3 separate regions of the Zea mays genome follow, and regions 1 and 3 are each linked to region 2. A link is a contact called in public Hi-C data. All regions are on one chromosome and are shown on one strand. The core of a region is the stretch at or near the end of the contact, and the rest is flanking DNA. Distances in the headings are between cores, read along the strand shown.

Region 1 (5,026 bases), core at 390-2,889, 340 kb before region 2:
TCCCAACCTTGCCTGTGGCTGTTGGACCGCTGATTTGCTTCACTGCGTATATCGGGCTGCTTCAGCCCCACTCTGATGATATGTCCCGAGTTGTGGACCAACTCTTAAAGTTGTTCGCCACCTTTATAGGTTGGTCTCGTTTAAGCAGATCTGGAATCATCTGATGTATAAATGTGTTTACTAGCCTCCTGGGACTAGTAATTGTATCACATTTGAGTCCCAGAGGATTGAGGACGCTTCATACCCCAATGATATATATTGTGTCATCTTTTGCTCCGTGTGGTTTGCCCTCCAAACTACTCTTGCTTTGGCACTTGTATCATGTTAGTACATCTACTCTCTGTGTAATTAATATTTAAGTTTTATATCTTGATTAGTGAATAGGTTGTCTTCTTCATACATATCTTTCACAAGCTACTAGCTGGTTTAAAGAAAATAGCATATTGTAAATTAGAACTGGAGTAGGTAATCAATTCTACATATTTAAACAACTTGAGTGTATTTATAATTTTAAGTTTTGAAAACAATTTTTATAGACCATTCACCATCTACCCACTTAAATCCCATCAACACCAACTATCACGCAATATGTTTTTATCATGTCAGATAAGTTGGCACAACCAAAGAGCCAAAACTAAGAGTGAGGTATTTTTTTCAAATAAAAAGATATTTTTAGAAAATAATATCAGAATTTTACATCGTACCTGGATGTGAGTTGTTTGTACGATCACATGCTGTAAATATAGATCATATACAAAAAAGGTATGAATTTAGGGCGTAAATGCATTTTAATAAAAATAAAATAATAGAATAAATTAAATTTTTTAATTATCGGATAGTTAGAAAAAGATAAAAACAATGATAAAATTTTAGCTCTTTAATATTAATGTTACAGTAATAACAAAATAATAAAAATTGTAGATTTAAAATAATTATTTCCATACTCACCGCATTCTATATTGTAGAAATAACTTTATAAAAGTCTTCATAGCTTGAAGGACGGATTACATGTCACCGAATGTAGCGCTGTTAAGTCTGGAGTTGTATGTTTGAGTCTGAGTTATCTACTAACAATTTAAATAGTCCTTTTTGTGATGATTTTAAATAGTACTGATAGATTTTATTCTGTAACAAAAAAAAGTTATCTGTAGAAGTATTTTTTATCTCATGAACAATATCTTTCTTTTTTTGCTGTATATCAAGACGAGCACGTGTCATCTCTCTCTGCGACTGTGCCCCACTGCCCTCCGCATCCTTGACCAAAAGATTACATTTCTGCCACGAGTCCCCGCGGAGCTACGTGCACCACGCGCGCCTCCCGATCCCCACGGCCGCGTGACATGTGAGCCCCACAATCGTTTCTTATTCTTATCCAGAATATATATATCCATTCCGGAATTTTTTTCAGCGAGCGGGGGAGAAACTTCCAGAGTTTGCAGTCCACGTGGCGAACAAAGGGAGACTGTGAGGTGCATCGGACGACAGTGAGTAGTTCTCGTTAGGGGTGGAGAGATAATTAGATGGAAGGAGAAATAAATTAAACTGATAAGAAAAAAAAGACGCGGCGATTTTTCGCTCCTCTAATCCGGTTTGCCTTTATCCGTGGGACTTCTTTTTAAAAGGAGCTACTTTCCTTCGCCGCTTCCGCAATCTTCCATTCCTCCTCTCTCCTTCCCTGTGTCTCTCTCCTCGCGAGCTCTTCATCCCTTCTTCCAGCGCGGTTTGGCGATGGCGGCAGCGCAGGCGATCTCGAAGGGGAGCGTGGTGTCTCCATGCGGCAATCGAGCGGCGCCGGGCTTCCTTGCCAGGCGGAGGGGTGCCGTGGCGGCGCGGATGGCACCGTCAGCGGCGCGGATCGGGGGCTTCTGGAGGAAGAACGCGTTTCCTGGCGGGAGGCTAACCCTGAGGACGAGGAGATCCAGGGCCGCGTCACCGACGCAGGTGAATATTCAGGATGTGCTAGTTATCACAGGCTTTTCTCTCTCTATTTTTTCGTAGTTCACGTGTATCTTAATTTTTTCTTCGAAGTTTTGCGATTAATTTAGTTTTTATCCCATCCGAAAATCATTTTAGTTTTCTTCTGCTTAGGTTTACTTTTAGCAGTTTCTAGTCCGTTTGACCACCCCGGGGGAGTTTTCTTTGATTCCGGAGCTTTAATTTTATAAATAAAAAAAGAAACTGGATTTTCATCTATAAAAATTAAAAATAAACTGGAACGATAAAGACTAATATGATCTGTTTTTTTTTTGGTTCGGTTCCTCAGATGAACATGAACCTTGCGCTTGGGAAATCGATGAGGTGGTGGGAGAAGGGGTTGCAGCCCAACATGCGTGAGATCGAGTCCGCCCAAGACCTTGTCGATGCTTTGACCAACGCCGGCGACAGGCTCGTCGTCGTCGACTTCTTCTCTCCTGGCTGCGGCGGCTGCCGTGCTTTTCACCCCAAGGTGAGGGGAAAAAGTATAACGAATTCACGTTGCATGATATTCTTCATATATCCGAGAACTTTCGAGAAGATTGTGTCTTTTTTAAGGAATCTATTTCGTGCAGATTTGTCAATTTGCGGAGCAGAATCCAGATGTGCTGTTCTTGCAAGTGAACTACGAGGAGCACAAGTCTATGTGCCACAGCCTTCATGTCCATGTCCTACCCTTGTTCAGATTCTACAGGGGAGCACAGGGACGACTCTGTAGCTTCAGTTGTACCAACGCAACTGTAAGATCCGGATCCGATCAGCTCCTCAATAACATGCAACGAACCCAAAATGATCTATATTCATTACTAGTCACCCTCTTGGAGCTAAATCTCGTTAATAAAGTTGTGAATCCGGGTAGAGCTTGTTGGCAACCCAACTTCAGTTTTGGACCCAAATGGCTAATTTTGCTCCTATACTTGCAGAATATGAGAGGCAAAGAATGACCTTTTAATTTGAATGGAAAAGAATGGCCATTTAAAGTTAGTGAATTTGGATAGAGCTTGTTGACAACCCAACTTTAGTTTTGGACTCAAATGTTAGGTTTGTTCTGATACTTGCAGAATATAACAAGCAAAGAATGACCTTTTAAGTTGAATCCAACTGGCAAAGAATGACCATTTTAAGTTTCCCCTAGCAGTTCATGCAATATTGCAACACTTAACTGATAGGATAGAAACATTTTCCCTCACGAACCCAACTGGATGTTGTGTGATTGATTTCCTGGCTATTATACAATTTTAGCTATACTTGGGATTGCTGTTGGGTGTTGGCTGTGATCACCCATCTGGACTAACGGGAGTGTTATTTCCAAATGCAGATTAAGAAGTTCAGGGATGCACTTGCGAAGCACAAGCCAGATAGATGTAGCCTTGGCCCAACCAGGGGGCTAGAGGAATCTGAGTTATTAGCCTTGGCGGCAAACAAGGACCTGCAGTTCACCTACGCGAAGCAGGAACCAGAACTGATCCCCAGGGGAGATGCTCCTGGGGAGGTCGTTGCTCCCGAGCCTGCAAAGCTTCCTGCGGCTCCAAAGCCTTTGGTCAGGCTGGGGTCCGAGGAGAGGTCAGGCTGGTCTCGTCAGGAAGATGAAATGCATATGAGGTTATCATGAGGATGATTAGATGCTTCCGTTCTGTATAGTTCCGCGGTTCTTGGTGTGTACAGGTTGTAGCTTCCCATGGTAGCAGAGTGCAGGCTAAGATTTTTTACATGTGAAGCCTGCCCGCCTGTCGTCCAGTAGTTTAGCTCGGTTGGATTAGCAGTACCAATGAGCGGTGTTGTGGAGCTCTGCCTTGAGGAAATCGTGTGGTAGATGTATGGATGATTCGTCTACATGCTATTTCGTCGAATTCTGTAGATCAAGTGGATGTGTAGCTCTTGTTTCATTTCCCCTGTAGCGTTGGGATCTGTCCGTCGCAGAACAGAATAATCGATCATGCCTTATGTTGTGCCAGATATTGTGGTGCTTAGAGATCATTGTTTGTTGTGATAATATTCGAGTCCGTGACTAGTTTCCTTATGTTGTATCAGACACTGTGGTGATCATTGTTGTGATAACATTTGAGTTTTGTGGCTAGTTCCTGCCTTGCCTTCGGGGCAGGGAACGGCCGATTGAGAAACTGGTGATGCTTCAATAGCGTTGTTGTGATCTTCCAAAGGGTCTTTGTGATGGAATAAGAAATATGAGGCTTGCCTTTAATGAGAGACTATATGCTCATAAACTCCAAATAAAAGTTTTTCTTCTCTACAACTTAAATAGTTTCCTCTAAATATAGAGGACACTCATTCGTCAACTAAAATATGTATTGTCATCTATACATAAGACTTTATTTTCTCTCCTCTATGCATCTTTATATTTTAAATAATATATTAAGTAAAACTAAAATATATATATAAGACATTTGTGGGTGTGACATACATACATATAAATAACTGAAATAAAATATGTTCCTAATACGAGTTCAAGGTATAGATGACGTTGTTAAAGGGAAATAGGATATAGTGGATGGATTTTTTTAGAGAAATCTATAAAAGCCAAATATACCGATATAGAGAATACCCTAGAGCATATCAATTTCGGTGGGCCCATGAACCTTGCTATGTTGGCACGGCAAGGTTGGCGCCTTCTTTTGAGCCAGTGCTTTTTGTGTGCTCAAATCTTCCGTGCTAAAAGTATTTGCCAAGTGGATAACTTCTTGTCTGTTATCGAAAAACCAGGTGGTTTCTGTTCACGGAGAAGTATTGTTCGCACGGCGAAAGCACTCAAAGGTGGTATGCTTGGGGTTTCGATGGAGACGGGAGAGGGCATTGTTTTCTGAAACGTAAAATGGTGAAAAACGACAGATAGCGAGGTCCATAGTAGAACAAATCCAAAGCGAGCTTTTGGAGTCAAACTCAGCAGAGAATATGGTGCTGGATATATACCCTATCTCTAGAGCAAGGGGAAATGGTGAAAGTGATAGGTCGTCTTTGGGCATATATGGTGGGATGCACGCAATAAAGCAAACGCTGGAGAACGTCCGTGGTCGCAGTGGCGAGAGAGAGAGGAGAT
Region 2 (4,795 bases), core at 1,677-4,176:
GGAGAACACTAGACTCTCTCAAATACACTCTACCAATCTACATGCCCTACTTATTGTAATTTCATCACTTATTTCGCTGAATCGTGATGGGCCGACAGCGCAGCTGTTCCGAGGATCACCCAGGTCCTGCCATGGAGGATATGTCGATGCTGCTGGTCTTTGGAATAACTCATTCGGTTTCACTTCCTCTCTTTGCTGCTATCTTGGCAGAAGGAGCCAATCTCAAGCTTATAAGCTTGTCACTCTTGATGAATCAAGTCAGATTTAATTTGCAAGGTCTTTTGCTAACTCTTCCTAGGTCCAGTTGAACCCATTCAAGTCAATTTTCTTGCAGTTCTGTGGCCCATCAGTGGTATCATTGATGTTCAGATCCAGTTTTGCTGCCTTCCGTGTCATACTAAAACTTCCTCTCTCACGCCTGTCTAGTTGGCCTGGAGGCGTCATGCTTAGCTTGTCAAGAAACAAATCCTCTCTTCCTCTTTCTTTCTCTTGTATATCAAAGGTCATGCCTCCTATCTCCTTTCCTCTGTGAGCGGAAAGACTGATTGACAGGATATCTTGATCTTTCTGTGAGCCGTCACAGGCAGTTAAGCAGCTGTCAACTGACCCATCGCCAAGTTGGATGGTATGGCCTTGTAGAATTTGGGAACCATCAATCTCCTCAAAGCCTGTAAATGCATGCTGGAGGCATTCTGTCGATACTTTTGAGACTAATTCTGACAGTTGCATCTTCGCGGTTTCTACACCGACTGACCCTGCATTCTGCTTTGAAAGTGTCTCCTGTGCCTTTTCTAGCACAGATTGTAGGTACTTCCCTTGTGCTTCAATGCGGAGTTGCAAATGTCTTTGTACCTGTTGAAAGGCGTCGTTTATGTGTAAGGTATCACATTATCAGTACTTGACCATTAACAGTAAAGAGCTTGTGACATGAAAAGAATAAAATCTGGATTTACAATTGGTCAGTTTGTTTAAACTTATTTTAGCATCATTAGTTTTTACTTGTTCTTTTTAAAACTGTGTTCAGTTAAACGTATGACAAGATTATGTTCCTAGACCACCATGACTAGGCCCTCTTGCATTGTGAGCCTCTTAGAAGTCATATGCTGGTGTCCAGCATATACTTTTGTTGATAAATGAGCTATAGATGTTCATTGTGTGAAGGACAAAATATGTGGATGCTCTAAAGCTAAAGATATGCATACATTTAGGGGTGGCAATAGGCTCTAAATTTTACACTATAAAATTTAAAAATCAGATTGGATCGGCTCTATTTTTATTCATCTTTGAACTAAAATTGATTAAAGGCTCAAACAAATTGTGAAGAAATATTTGGATCGTGATCCATTACCACCCCTACATATATTACATACTTTCTCTTGGACTTTTTACTCTATCGGTAATATAGGAACTAGTGCTTGGCTAAAACAATTGAGTTGATTGGACTATTGGAGCAATTATAAGTGATGTTTTTTTCTTAAAGGAATGGTGATTGGGATGCCATTTTTTTGACATGTAACATTATATATGATCTGACCATGTCCCTGAAGTTTACCAACTGATGGTGAAGCTACGTAATTTTTCTTTATTTGGATGTCTGTACATCAGGTACTTTCATGGCAAAATAAACCTTCATTTGATGAGTGTCCTAGATCTACTTAAAGCCTGGTTTGGGATAAATTTTGCTATATATTTGTCCAGACAATCTACTCCAGTCTTTTACACAATAACTCTGCTAGGGATGAATCAGTTATGTCTTTGTAAGGAATGTTTAAATGGTAATTTAGTTAGTAATATGATTTATTTTTTATGCTTCTGTACCTCTAGTTGCTCATGCAGTCGGCGCTGTACTTCAATTTGCATCTGAAGGGCTTCACCTATGTGCACAGATCTGATAAAAATACAAATCCATGTTATCTTATGCAAACATGTTGAAGAAAACATTTATTCATCTCTTACTTGTTTGTCTGGGTTCCAAGGTTTAAGTGGCTAGCTGGTGATCCATTTCCTTCAAGTGGTTTGTCCATTGCCATGGTGCAACCAATCACTGAAGAGCAGAAAGGGCATTCAGTATTAAGCTTAATTGGAGGCCGATAACTGCTAGGTAACGAGAGAATGCTATGATTACCATTTTTTGCATTTACACCATTAGCTTGGGCATGGATGTTTTTGCTTAGCCTGTATTTCTAGTAAAAGACAAATCAAATTAGTTTCTTGCTACAAGGCATACAAGGGAAAACACGATACTAGAAATTCCATGTCTACCTGAAGATGACTCTTAAGGTGGTATAGTGTTAGTCCGGGGACACCCATGAGTCTCATGATTGTCTTCGGTGTAGCTTCTGCAAATTACATAATTTAGATGGTTATGTTCCGTATGTTAGCTTGTATGGGTAGATATAGGGTTTAAACATGTACTTACTGTCAGGCCCACCAAGTTGGTTTACCGCCTCCACAAAACGCTCATGTAGTTCAGGTGTCCATTTTAACCTAGGTTTAGCATCAGTGGAAAGCACAAGCCCTGGCTCTGCTGGAATGCTCCCTCCTTGCAGAAGCATGTGCCTTTCTGGAGGGAATGTCTGCCTAGAAGACAGGAAATGACTGTGGCTCTGAAGCTGTTGTTGATGATGATACATCTGGCATGAAGACATTGCAGTCTCAAATGTTAGGACGCATGAGGAGATCTCTCTTTTTTTCTCCTTTGTTTGAGCAAACCAAATAACATGCACACATTACATCTCATACCTCTTCAATTCTGTTATGCATTGATATCTGGTTGCAGACTCCACAATCCTGATAGGAACGGTCTCTTGCAGTTTATCAGTCCTTAGTTTTTGGTGAAGGGTTGCTCGTCACACAATGGTGTTATATTCCTTGGGGGAATGCTCTAACAAACTATGGCTACTCATGCCAAGATGTTATGCAGAGTCTGGTTTTATAAGGAAGACAAGTGAGGAGAGAATTTCGAATCGTTAGAACAAACACTCAAGCCTGGACCAATCCTGGCAGCAACTGAAAAGAGGTATAAAGATATTATCCTTATTCCTTAAGGTACCTGTGGACCCTATGCGCACCAATCTTTTTATTTGTCAATTCTGCAAACACATTAGTATTCTGATTCCAGCACTAACAAATATAGTTGATATTAAGAGGAGTAAGGGGTTTGCAAGCATACATATTTGTTAAGTTTATTCTTCTTGCAGATAAAAGTGGGAACCTTGTTCTCAGGAAGAACTTTTGAGATGTAGTTTGTAATAATGCCTTTGCACTTGTAGGCCTACTATATCTTATATGTTCAGCACTAATTCCACTCTCCACCATACCTGTATCATGAAATCAAAGGACAGCATTGGTTAGGATTCTGTATGTTAAGCAATCATGGATTCAATAGCAAATGTATGCCTTCAGGTTATACAAGCATGGCACATAGACGACAGGAGAATAATTTTTATCATCCATACGAGAGCAAGTTTTAAATTTCTTTTTGACCAGATTCATCTAGAAGAAGAATTCAATAAAAGTTCTTCATATAAATAAAGTGAAAGGAACTTATTTCCTTAGTGATGCCTTCCTTGGGACTGCACAAAAGCAAAGCATGGAATATTGGAATAAGCATATGATTCTCTTTTGTCTCCTCATATAAGTTTTGTACTTGTTCGGCTATCAGGGAAACGGAAAGTGGGTAGACGAATCCGATGGGCTGTGCATCTGTATGGAGTCCTCTGAGTTTGGCTACTATCTGTTCTACATAAGGCGCAGAAAGTTGGGGCTTAAAAATGACGGTTAGTTCCTTTACTTCACTGCTCTATGTTGCTTTTGCTTTGAAACATGCTTATCTGAACCGACATGGTTAGCCTTGTTTATTCTCCCCTCCATACTCGAGCAAAACTGGCTCAGTGTCAATGTTTGATACCGCTAACTGCCATGAAGTCCAGTGATATGGAATAGGCGGCGCTTACCTTTGTCTTATCTAGAGTGTTTTTTTTCAGTACATAGTGAGGTGCTACAATTTTGTGCTGTAAGAGTCCCTTCCGGTTGATTTGTTCTGTAGTCCAGCTTTTCCACAAGGGAATAGTCTAGTATTTTTTTTCCATGATTCCATTTGTTATGGCTATTGCGAGTCACAAATGCAAGGTGTGCCACCTGGTAAGTTGTACCTCAGAAATGAAATCATTGACATGGTAAATCAGATATAATGGATTGCATTAAGATCCTCTCGGGCCTTTTCAAAATAAAAGCTTGACAGGCATTCTTTGAAAAGCAACTAGTACGAGTGGTCCAAGGCAGTAGCATCTTCTTTGAAAATAAAAGTTTCCTTGCCATTTCGTGATTAAACCAGTCTTCTCTCAAGTTGTTCCAGGGATCCCTATGCTTATAGGCCATTGTTCCATCCATTAGGATAAGAAAACCATCCTCCCGATATGATATGATATGATCTGTACCCCCATTCCTGTTCAAGGGAGGCATGCCTGTGCATTTATTTCGTCCCAAAACCAAAAATCACCCTGTGCATGATTCCGTGAGCATTGGCTGGGGAATTGTGTTCACTTATGGCCGGTCGTCAGGTGCATAAGCTGAGACCACTGCGCGTCGGAACATGGAATAAACTCTTTCTGGCCGTAGCTTTATCTTTCGCCTTGAATCCGACGAAAGCGAGCAAGGGGAGGGGAACGGAGAGCTTTAATCTTTGCGCGGGGATTGCATTCAGCTGTTGCTTGTTAAGTGCCCGGAATCGTATGCTCCTGCTTTCTCTGTAAACGCTCTTGGACAATTATCGGTTTCGCAGGCGAGCGCGCAC
Region 3 (4,521 bases), core at 1,276-3,775, 410 kb before region 2:
ACACAACGTGGCAGAACTCAGACTCTCAACTCTCGAGCTTCCACAGCAATTCATCATACAGTGGAGTAGGGTATTACGCTCCGGCGGCCCGAACCACTCTAATCCTCGCGTGTTCATGTGCTCGGTGATCGCTTAGCAAGACAGGCAAAACACTTAAGCCCCTTCCTCGTCTTAGGATTTAGGGCGGGTGCCTTCTGCCACCCGGCCGGAGAATTCCCTCTCCGAGAAGCGCTATTATTGACACATCATTAATCTGATTGTTAAATCTTGTTTGAAACGATTAAATCATTATCTGTATTATTTTAGAACTGTAATTTCATTCTTAAATGTTTCAAACCAGTGTATTGTTGCATTTTAAAGCTTTTGTTTGAGTCTTGGAGTTCGTCCTCACAAGTTCATTGTTGATATGGATATTAGGTGGAACTTTACTTACTTAATGCTTAAGCATTTGTTCCGTATCGAAGCACCTTCTCTGTCTTTATCCAAACTAACCATCCAGCTCAGAGAGATGACTCTTTTTTATTGGCAGAAGACCACTGTGATGTTGTTAAAAAGGTTCTATCATTTCTTGAGTTGTTTTATGATACAACTGTTGCATCATCTAGAGTTTGTTACCCACTTCAGCATTAATGCTACATCATATACTTAAAATTGCTAGACATATAAGCGCTTTTGAAAATGATGATCTGCTAAGAGATGATATTGTTCCTATGAAAACAAAGTTTTTGAAACATTGGAGGAAGATACTTGTTCTATACTGCATTGCTTTTTGTATTGGATCGTATAACTAAAATGAGATGGTCAATAAACTTCTTGTGAGGTTGGATGGACTAACTCGAACTAACTAATCAAGATATCATACATCTATTCGTTCTATGTTAAATAAGATTTTTCAGATATATGAATTAAAATTTGGTGGCATGCGCTTGAATGTGCAACAACATAAGTGTTGGTAGGATAGGTAAGGCTAGGGAGGCATGGGATGACATCTATGGAGAATATTTCATTCCTCTCTTATCTAATAGACTTGGTACTCCTGTATCTGTATCATCCACTGTTGCTGCTATATTTGAGTTATCTCATACCATGATAGTGATACCGCCACCCAATCCGACTTTGATTTCAATCTTCTAAACTGGTGGCAGCGACACTAGTTGACCTATCATGTGTTATCTATACTTGCTAAAAATGTTCTAAATGTGCCTGCTTTCACTGTATCATCAGAGTCCACTTTTAGTTTAATTGGCAGGGTGCTTGAGGACTGACGATGGTGACTAACTCCTAATATGCTTGAAGTCCTGTCCTGTGTAAAAGATTGTGAGCTCGCTGATTTGCATAGTCAACACATGGTGGAGAAAGAGACCAAGGGACTTAAAGCTATCTTGAATGTTTTCTCATGAGGTGTAAGTTTTTACCTAGTAAGGTTTTTAATGAGTCTAGATTGCACTAAGGCACTAGTATTATTTTGTTTACATCATTCTTCCTTTGTGTTTGAGCGTGGATGAATATGTGGATGGGATTATTTGTTATGTTTGAGACTTATTGAATCTATGGATGTCTGGATGATGTATTTGTTAAGCAGTTATGTTTGAGGAAGATATACTTAGGGTGGTAATGAGTTCTAAATTTTACATTATAAAGTTTAAAGATCATATAATATTTGGATTGAGATCTATTTCCATTTATTTTTAACTAAAATTAATTAAGGAATCAACAAATCATGAAGAAACACTTGTATTGTGATCCATTGCTAGCCCTGGATATAGTGAATGATGTACAAGATGTTCGCTTGGCTTTAATCCAAAACGACTTCTACTGTTTCTACAATATTTTGTCTCTATGGATTGCAGCTGCAGCAGTTCTAACAATACCTGTTATGTGTTTGATATGCTTGAGAAAATCTGGGTTTGGACGATGTATTTGATTTGCCTGAGGAAATATGATTTTGAATGTAGAGAACATATTCAGTGCACATGAGTTTTTGATGTACATAAGGTGTACATGAACCAATAAAGTTTATTAAAAATTCTAAAAAACTTCATACATAATCTTTCTATCTTACTCCGATTATATACAAAATTTAAAGTTCAAATTCTGTATACTTTAGATGTAATAAAAAAGATAAAATTTCTGAATTTTAAATTAGAAAATCGGCAAACATGTTCTCTTTTTTATTACAACTAAATATAACGTATTGAAAGTTAATTTTGTATATAATTAAAATAGAATAGAAATAGTATGTATAATTTTTTAGATTTTTTAACTTTATTAATCGTGTGTACATGGGAAACTATTTTCGATATGAGTCCACTAGGTTTGCGCAGATTCATCCACCGTCGTCTACCTCCCCACCTCCGTCACTCTCGAGAAAACCCCAGCCCCGATAAACAGTGACGGAGCTGAGACCCGGCCAGCCCAGGCACGTCCCGGGCTTCGGTGGCCCAGCGGCCCAGTCCGCCTCAGTGTTCTCCCAAGCGAAAACCCTACACAGCGTGTCCCTGTACTGCACTGCTGCTGGCCGCGCCGCGTCCGCGCTGCTGGCACGCCGCGTGTGCTTGGCTCCCGCCCCACGCCCAGTGCCTCCCTCCCTCTCTGCCCCCCTGCCGCGGCGCGTGCCTGGCTGGCTGGTTGCCCTCCGCTTGGGCCTTGGAGAGCCCGGGCTTCGATTTCTAGCTGGTTCCGCCACTGCCGAGAAGCCGCGCGTTGTCAGGCACGGGAAAGAGGTAGTCCGCGGGAGGTTCTCTCCGGAGGAGAGGTATGGTGCCCGCGAGGGCTCGCCATATCGATAGATCCGCCTCTGACCAGCAGCAAGGGCCCGCTCCAGCGGGGGCGGCGACGCTGCTAGTGCGGCACCTCCCAGAGGCTATCACGCAAGAGATGCTATCCCGCCTCTTCTCCCACTACGGAGCCACATCCGTCCGCCCCTGTTCCGGTGGAAAGTACTTATCTCATCTTGTCGCTTGCTTAATCATGCTTCGATTGGTGCTTCAAATGTTGAATTAGTTACAGTAGCGCGTGCTTGTATCCAGTATAACTGCTTAGTGTTGCTGGAATGACCTATTGTGTCATAGATTCAATATGTCTTTTATATTTGGTCAAGTATGGATACCGAATTGTCTGCTATGTTATTTGGTTGATAAAACCATTTTGTTGGTCTGTTGGCTGCTGCTGGCTGAGGTATATTATGTTTATTCAGTTACTAAAACCATTTTGTTGGTACATTGCAGGTTGAGAAATTGCGCATTTGTAGATTTTAGGGACGAGGCGGCAGCTAATCACGCACATTCGCTCTTGAACAGGTTTGCTTCGTCAATCACACAATCTGTTTTTGTTGCTTGGACTCTCTTTCTTAGTTGCATAAATTAATCGCGTCTTCTTATTTCAGTATTCTTGATTAATGCCCCATTGCCTTGTTCGCTAAGGGATGGCTTTGCAGGTTGAGGTTTCTGGGAAAAGTGTTGACTGTCGAGCGAGCTAACTGTCCAAATGCAAATGAGTCTCACCTGAAGCATCAGGACCAATTAGGGCATGGGGCGTCCCAGGTACCAAGTATTAGTTCCCAAACTCAGAAGGACCACACATCGATTGCCGAACCAATTGCCCCCAAGCTTAGTGTGGACTACCCATTTCCTCCACACCTTGAGTATGTTATTAATTCACTGCATCATTATTTCACTTCATTATATTTGGATACTCGCATGAAGATACTTAGTTGTTTCTTAGCTCTCATGAATGCACTCTGTCTTGCAATGTTCTATTACTGTTCTCAACAGACATTCATTTTGTAATTAAGAGATTGACTTGCCATCTGCTATTAAGAATTTTGGTTCCTCCAAAATTTAAGGCAAAACTTTCCTGCACATAATTCTTTTTTTGCTAATCATGAATCTTCTTCTCGCGCTCCCTTCTCCCTCTCAACAGGATTAGGGTTGTTGAGATTTATGAGTTGAGTTGTCTGTGTCAAATTGTGAACTAGTTGAATTTATTTGAAACAATATTCCTCAGTCTAAAAGGCCGATGCTCTATCGTGCAAAGTATACATGGTTCATTTGAAAGTAACCAAGATTAAACTAGCATCAATTCTGTGCTACTGTATGCTGACTTTGTTGATTCACTTCTATTACTATGTTGCAAAGTTTTGCAATCAAGCACCTTTTGACTGCCATTCTATGCTGAAGCTTTTTCAACTCTTGGCAATCCTGTTATGCCTCACTGGCTTGAGCTTGATTTGAGCACCCTACAATTTTTTAGGTATGCATATCCACCACCAGATGGAAACATATTAACAAATATTGTCAATGCCCTGATCGCCGTCCCTCGATTCTACAACCAGGTTTATTAGGATTTCCACCCTATGCACCCATTATTACAACTCGCAAGGCATGCCTCTGCCTATTTTTTTTATATATATTCAGAACGTGCAGATGCATTTTGATCAGATAATTTTTCTTTAAACAGGTCCTGCATTTAATGAACAAGATGAACCTTCCTGCTCCATTTCGGATGGCATTGCCTACTCCA

What was found. A called contact is a pair of places that touch in the nucleus more often than the background predicts.
Region 1: a Hi-C map of ear shows a contact between it and region 2, with 2.0 times the contacts expected there. The contact joins the promoter of LOC100191145 here to the promoter of LOC103634592 in region 2. A contact is called at or near these places in 2 of 25 Hi-C or Micro-C datasets (ear and tassel).
Region 3: a contact with region 2 is called in a Hi-C map of ear, with 2.0 times the contacts expected there. The contact joins the promoter of LOC100193767 here to the promoter of LOC103634592 in region 2. A contact is called at or near these places in 2 of 25 Hi-C or Micro-C datasets (ear and tassel).

The regions. Positions count from the first base shown.
Region 1 is chr1:53,327,849-53,332,874 of Zm-B73-REFERENCE-NAM-5.0, reverse strand. It overlaps LOC100191145 (putative thioredoxin superfamily protein), which reads left to right and starts at 1,639. Exons shown (of 4, transcript NM_001136581.2): 1 at 1,639-1,941; 2 at 2,264-2,446; 3 at 2,550-2,714; 4 at 3,293-4,091. The coding sequence starts at 1,729. The coding sequence ends at 3,586.
Region 2 is chr1:52,987,828-52,992,622 of Zm-B73-REFERENCE-NAM-5.0, reverse strand. It overlaps LOC103634592 (myb-related protein 2), which reads right to left and starts at 2,926. Exons shown (of 7, transcript XM_008656960.3): 1 at 2,743-2,926; 2 at 2,420-2,633; 3 at 2,263-2,339; 4 at 2,126-2,183; 5 at 1,957-2,044; 6 at 1,819-1,888; 7 at 1-852. The coding sequence starts at 2,763. The coding sequence ends at 295. It overlaps LOC100276135 (a long non-coding RNA gene), which reads left to right. Exons shown (of 5, transcript XR_002266086.3): 1 at 1-880; 2 at 1,977-2,101; 3 at 2,814-3,019; 4 at 3,665-3,779; 5 at 4,784-4,795.
Region 3 is chr1:53,402,680-53,407,200 of Zm-B73-REFERENCE-NAM-5.0, reverse strand. LOC100193767 (U11/U12 small nuclear ribonucleoprotein 65 kDa protein) reads left to right here and starts at 2,525. Exons shown (of 11, transcript NM_001138853.1): 1 at 2,525-2,939; 2 at 3,228-3,299; 3 at 3,437-3,643; 4 at 4,252-4,333; 5 at 4,459-4,521. The coding sequence starts at 2,758.